Regions from separate parts of the Hordeum vulgare genome. Here region 1 is linked to region 2. A link is a contact called in public Hi-C data. All regions are on one chromosome and are shown on one strand. The core of a region is the stretch at or near the end of the contact, and the rest is flanking DNA. Distances in the headings are between cores, read along the strand shown. Region 1 holds the start of LOC123424875 (ubiquitin carboxyl-terminal hydrolase 24). Region 2 holds the start of LOC123424871 (E3 ubiquitin-protein ligase AIRP2-like).

What was found. A called contact is a pair of places that touch in the nucleus more often than the background predicts.
Region 1: a Hi-C map of leaf shows a contact between it and region 2, with 6 times the contacts expected there. The contact joins the promoter of LOC123424875 here to the promoter of LOC123424871 in region 2. A contact is called at or near these places in 2 of 6 Hi-C or Micro-C datasets (both in leaf).

Annotation. Positions count from the first base shown.
Region 1 is chr2H:54,566,755-54,569,740 of MorexV3_pseudomolecules_assembly, forward strand. LOC123424875 (ubiquitin carboxyl-terminal hydrolase 24) reads right to left here and starts at 1,602. Exons shown (of 7, transcript XM_045108567.1): 1 at 1,214-1,602; 2 at 1-691. The coding sequence starts at 1,231.
Region 2 is chr2H:54,281,686-54,284,790 of MorexV3_pseudomolecules_assembly, forward strand. LOC123424871 (E3 ubiquitin-protein ligase AIRP2-like) reads left to right here and starts at 1,609. Exons shown (of 5, transcript XM_045108563.1): 1 at 1,609-1,999. The coding sequence starts at 1,935.

The sequences.
Region 1 (2,986 bases), core at 352-2,851, 290 kb after region 2:
CCTTCTTCACATTGTTGGCAGGCCCAGCTGAAGGAGCGGTAGCTTCAGCCTTCTTCACATTGTTGACAGGCCCAGCTGAAGGAGCGGTGGCTTCAGCCTTCTTCACATTGTTGACAGGCCCAGCTGAAGGAGCGGTGGCTTCAGCCTTCTTCACATTGTTGACAGGCCCAGCTGAAGGGGCCGTACATTCCTTCTTTACATTGTTGATCGGCCTAGCTTCATTCTTCTTTACATCGTTGACAGGATGAGCTGAAGGAACTGGAGTTTCATTCTTCTTTACATTGCTCACAGGGCCAGCTGAAGGAACCGTTGCTTTGGTCTCCTTTAAATTGCTGGCCAGCCCAGCTGAAGGAACCGAAGCTTCAGACTTCACATTCTTGAGAATACCATTAGTAGGAGAAACGTCGGCAGGAAATCCATTGAACAGCACTGGTCCACCATTTGGTAAGCTAGATGTTACAGTTTCCTTCTGATCACTGCCAGCGAGATCCTTTGTATGGCCATAAGTTGGTTTTGGAGAATGGGCACAGCCTTCAGTGATGGCATTCGACACTTTCTCTAAACTTAGCACAGAAAAATTCAGTGACCCAAACTGGATCTCAGGTAGTTCCCATGATTTCTCCTCACTTTTAGCAGGCTGCCCCTGGAACAACTTTGTCTCATCCTCCGTGAAGGACCCAAACAACACGACCTGCATTACAGAAGAAACTATGATGAGAACAAATGACTACCTGAAAAACTTTGAGCACTAAAGCAGCCTGCTTTACATCCAAACAAGCACTGTAGCAAGATATCAGTGTTAACATTGCTAGAAAAACTGTACCAGTAACCTCTTCTATACGACTTTCACGCGGCTGTCTGGTCTAAGGAAACTCAACTCTGGATCCCATCTGATCATACACTTTTAAGCACTGATCATCTACGTAACCACCAAATAAGCCCACATCATCAGTGCTACGGCATCTAGTGCCGCAAGCATGCTTCACACGCACGGTAGCATCACATCAGCAAGGCTAGCCAGTGCTCCAAAACGGCAAAGCCGCATCAATTCGCTCAGGCCACCCAACCAGAAACCGTCCCCGCCGTATTTAATGCCGCGCCAGGGCACGGCGGCAGCATCGAGGACCAATTAAATCGCGCGATTAATCAATGCGAATGCGCACGAACGCCCGGGGCGAGCGGATGGATGGACGCATGTATGGGATGTATATACCTTGTCGGCGCCGCTCATCTCCGCTGCGGTGTGGATGCCGTGCACTGGGCGGATGTGGGGGTGGAGCTGACCGCGCGGGGACCCGCCTGGGAGCAGAGGGAGCCGAGGCGGCGGGCGGGAGACATCAAAGGGGGCGGCCGGCCGCGGGGGTGGTGGCGCCTAGATGCCGGCGGCCGCGCTGCCCTGCCGGCCACAGGAACGGCGCGGCGCGGCGGCGCGGGCGGGGAGGGAGCGGGCGATCGGTGGGCGGGGGGCGAGGGCGAGGTCGGCGGCGGAGGCGAGGGCGTAGGGTTTGGATTCGGTGTGGTTTAGGCGTGGGGAGAGAGAGGGGGGTTGGGAAGGAAGGGGGCGTGTGGGGGAGGGCTGGCTGTTGTTGCCTATGTGGGCGGCGACCCCGTGGTGGGCCGTGCCGCTGGGGTTTTATGGCCTCGTTCCGCAGCGCCGCGCGGTTTCATTGGGTGCCTGCGCCCTGCGATGCCGTGCCATCATTTTTCTGAATGCAAAAAATTCATTTCTGCTATTTTCGTCATCAAAATTCTCAAAACAAATCATTTTATATTAATATACAAAGGGCCCTCGGTACATACTAATCCGCTCAAAAAAAAGTAATATTCAATACCACATTGTCACCATATATATTGGCATTTGATTTGGGGTTTCTGTTTTAACAAGGCGAAAAAAGTGCGTGAAGTATGTAACTGCGTTATGGAAATGAACTTAGTTTGTGGTTTTGGTCTCGCGTTGAGTATATAACAAGAGGAAGAGTGCTAAAATGAATATCCATCTGTGCTAACATATTTTATTTATAATAGTTTATTATTATGAATCTGTGAGAGAAATACTCGGACTCCTTTAAAGTTTGTTTACGAGTGTTTTAGATGGCGGTTATGCTGCCTATGTTATGCTATTAATTTATCTAAACCTTAGTAGTGTGTTTTTACTCCCTAAATGAACAACACACATACTGTTGGTTTCTTTTAAAAGGGTTAGACTACATATTTTAGCTTTAGCTGATGTAGTTATTCTTCATCCCATAAATCCAATTGCTTAGAAGCATCGTATTAGATAGATAAACTTTTTAATGGGAATGCACATAAAAGGCTTCTGTCACAACTCGGAAGTACCAGACAGGAAATTGCGGTGGTAACTGGTAATAGGATATATACAATGACTATATAAAGAAGAAAATTGAGGAGGGCTACTAAATGTTTTGCACGGGATAACACAACATAGAGAAATGTCTCAAATTGATAAGCTTGGTAGCACCAGAATAATAAAAAAGGCACAACATTTCTGGTGATATAAGAAACTTGGTTTGAATCGTATGAAGACACTAACCCTGAGTGCTCGGTAGCATGGGAAGGAAAGATCCTAAGCCCTAAAGTGGAATTTTTAGGACTTTGAGCTTACGATCTTTCATGAAATTTTATACCAAATTACCTTTGTATGTGCTCCTCTTCATAATATGCTTATCCCACACTCGATATGAATCTTGGATTCATCAAAACTTGTAAAGTACATTCCGGAAGCTTGTTGTGGGCAGTAACTTGAAAACTTATAGGAGGGGTCACCAACGATGTTCCCCTTAAAGTCAAGGACTATGTACACGATTAACTCGATATAGATATTAATCCTCTCAATGGTTATGTCATAAATCATCAAAAATCCCAAATAGGGGGTATCCAAGAGATGCACATTCCAACGCCCCCCCCCCCATTGTTGATTGATGAGATCACCATTGAGTATAACATAAAAGTTTTTTTTGTTCTTCAT
Region 2 (3,105 bases), core at 359-2,858:
GGGCTGGTGAGCATCCCTCTTAGCCCATGTGGTCTCCTGAGGCAGGTGGGCCCCTTTCGGTGGACACGTGGAACCCTTCCGTCACCCCCGATACACTATCGGTGACGCCCGAATTCTTTCCAGTGACCAAACTATACTTTCCATATATCAATCTTTACCTCAAGATCATTTCAAAGCTACTCTTATCGTCTGAGATCTCATCCGGGACTCTAAACAAACTTCGGTTATCAACATACATAACTCAAGAATATTATCTCATCACCGAACGTTAAGCGTGCGGACCCTACGGGTTCGAGAATGATGTAGATATGACTGACGCGCCTCTTCGGTCAATAACCAATAGCGGGACCTGGATGTCCATATTGTTTCCTACGTATTATACGAAGATCTTTATGTCGAACCACGATGTCAAGGATTCAGACAATCCCATATGCAATCTCCTTTGTCCATCGGTATGTTACTTGCCCGAGATTCGATTGTCGATATCTCTATACCTAGTTCAATCTCGTTACTCGCAAGTCTCTTTACTTGTTTTGTAATACAAGATCATGTGACTAACTCCTTAGTCACATTGCTTGCAAGCTTCTTGTGATATTGTATTACCGAGTGAGCCTAGAGATACCTTTTCGTCATACGAAGTGATAAATCTTAGTCTCGATCCATGCTAACCCAACAGACACCCTCGAAGATACCTTTAGAGCATCTTTCTAAATACCATAGACAGATCATAGTGTCCATCCATGCCAACCCAACATTTTTTAAAAATCTTTTTACCATTTTTTCTGAAATGTATGGGTTCGTTGATTTTTTTTTTCTCTTACTCATTGTGAGCTCGAGCTCACAAGCTCCAGGTCCCAACAAATACCACAATCTGCCGCGATGTTTAAGCACAAGCACGCAGCGTGGCTCGTCACTCACACCCCATCTGACAGGTTAATTAAACACTCGTAAGTAGGACTGGGCATTCGGTCTAACCGAACCGATCGGTTCGGTTCTACAGGTTAATAAGAATTTTGGTTTTTTAGAAAACACAGACCGACCGGTTCCTTCACATTTAAGAAACCGAATTATTTTAGAACCGGAAATTCGGTTCGGTCCTCGGTTACAACCGAACAAGACGGAAGAGCTTTTTTTATCCTACCACGATTTGTTGTGACAGCAAGTTGCATTGAGTAGGCGGATGGCTAGCTACTAGTAGTATTTGTAGTGTTACCCACACCTTCCAATCCTTCTCAATCCCAACTAAATCAAATTCCAACTAAATCCCTTCCAATCCTTCTCAATCCCCTTTTTATAGGGATTAACCGAACAAGGCCTTAATATAAATCTCTGACCCGTCTCTTCTTCACCGGCACCAAACGAAACACAACCAGTCGACCAAAAACACTGACGGCTCGGTGCCGCTGTACGTGTGCCCCCGCTGTGTCACGGGCTGTGCAACTTCAGCCGGGGCACCCGCACCTTCCAGAGACGTACGTACGTGTCAACCCTCCTGGCCGAGCCCGCGTCCCCGGCCGTCCCCGCCCCCACGTACCCACGCCCCCTGACAGGCCAGGCCGGCCCGGCCCTTGCCCCCACCCGTCAGCGTGCCACCACCGTCGCCGCACCCCGCCTCCCTCCCGTGCACGCAAGGCACCCGGGGGCGCCGAAAGCGACGGGGGGCGCGACCGCGTGAGCTTTAAACCCGCCCGGCCTCCCCGCCGCACTCCCCACCGCCGCTCGCCGAGCTCACCCGCCGCCGGAGCTGGACCGAGACCTCGGGGGAGCGACCCAGCGGATCGAGCGGCTACTAGGGTTTGGGTGCCGGATTGGTGGCGCGGAGCGGAAGGGGATAGCGGTTGGTGGCTTGGCGCCGGAGGGGTTGGGGATTTTTTGGATGGTCGCGGCGGCGCCGCGCTGGAGTAGTAGCACTGGTGCCGCTCCTCCTCCTACCCATGGGCAGGTCGTTCAGGGACTCGCTCAAGCTGCTCGAGGCCGACATCCAGCACGCCAACTCGATGTGAGCTCATCGCTTCCCTCCCTCCTGCTCCCCGTGTGCAGCTTGCTGCTGTTGTTTGATTGACCTCTGATTTGAGCTGGGTGGGGGTGTTGCGCTGGTACCAGAAGCCTCTCTTGTCGATCCAGGTCCGGAGTGGGGTGGCCTGTTCTGCTCGTGCTGCTGCCATGCCCGCGCAAATGTGATGGCACGCAGCGATTAATCCGTTGCGGTCTCCGTCTTGTTTACAGATTATATCGTCTGCCGTACACACCTTGGTTGCTTAATTTTTCTGCTAATCAGTGTATGCTTCCCGTATTGAGGATTGACACTCCAGATTTGCTGCTCCAGTTTTGGTTGATGGCATATAAAAAGTTAACTATACTTAGATTGCGGTGAGCTATCAAGGACTGGCAGCGCAGCTTCTTTCATTGACACGTGTCTGACCAATGTACTGCCTTCTGACCGAAGCCGTCATCATTGGCCTTGAAGCACTTGTAGAATACAGGAACAGCACTTTCTGAGCTCTCGTCATGAAATATCTCTTGTTGGTGTACGATGCAATTCTTCTCGAGTGACAATGTGGTGGTGGCTTCTTCATCATTATCGCATGGATTTTTTTTCATGGAAGTTGTCCACAATATCATTTTGCCAACTAGCTACGCATCATGCTTTGTTTACTATCCACATGGGCATCAGTTGCTCTGGATGAATTCACTATTATAGGTTCCCTCAAGCTTTAAAACCTGGTCAGGAAGAATGCTTTCGATTCCTCTGGACCTCCAACTGGTTAAAGAGGCTACTATTGCCTTACTCAGGCACCTGTATACAACGCGTAGTTTTCAGAATTTAGTTGTAATCTTAAAAAGATTGACCTCCAATGATTTTCTGAATATTGAGTGTAGGGACTGCTAATTGTAGTTACAGCCCAGGTATGGAATCATATCCTTAGCCAGTTCTCTTCTAACTTCAACCATGTTTTGACACCTCATATGATGGCACTGAAATGATTTTAGAATGTAAGTCTTGAACAATTATTATTTTGCTATATGGACTATGGAGAGCAGCATGCCAGGAAGTTTATTTGAGGAAACCGACAGGAGCAGCGCCATTTTTTTTATAGCCTTCCT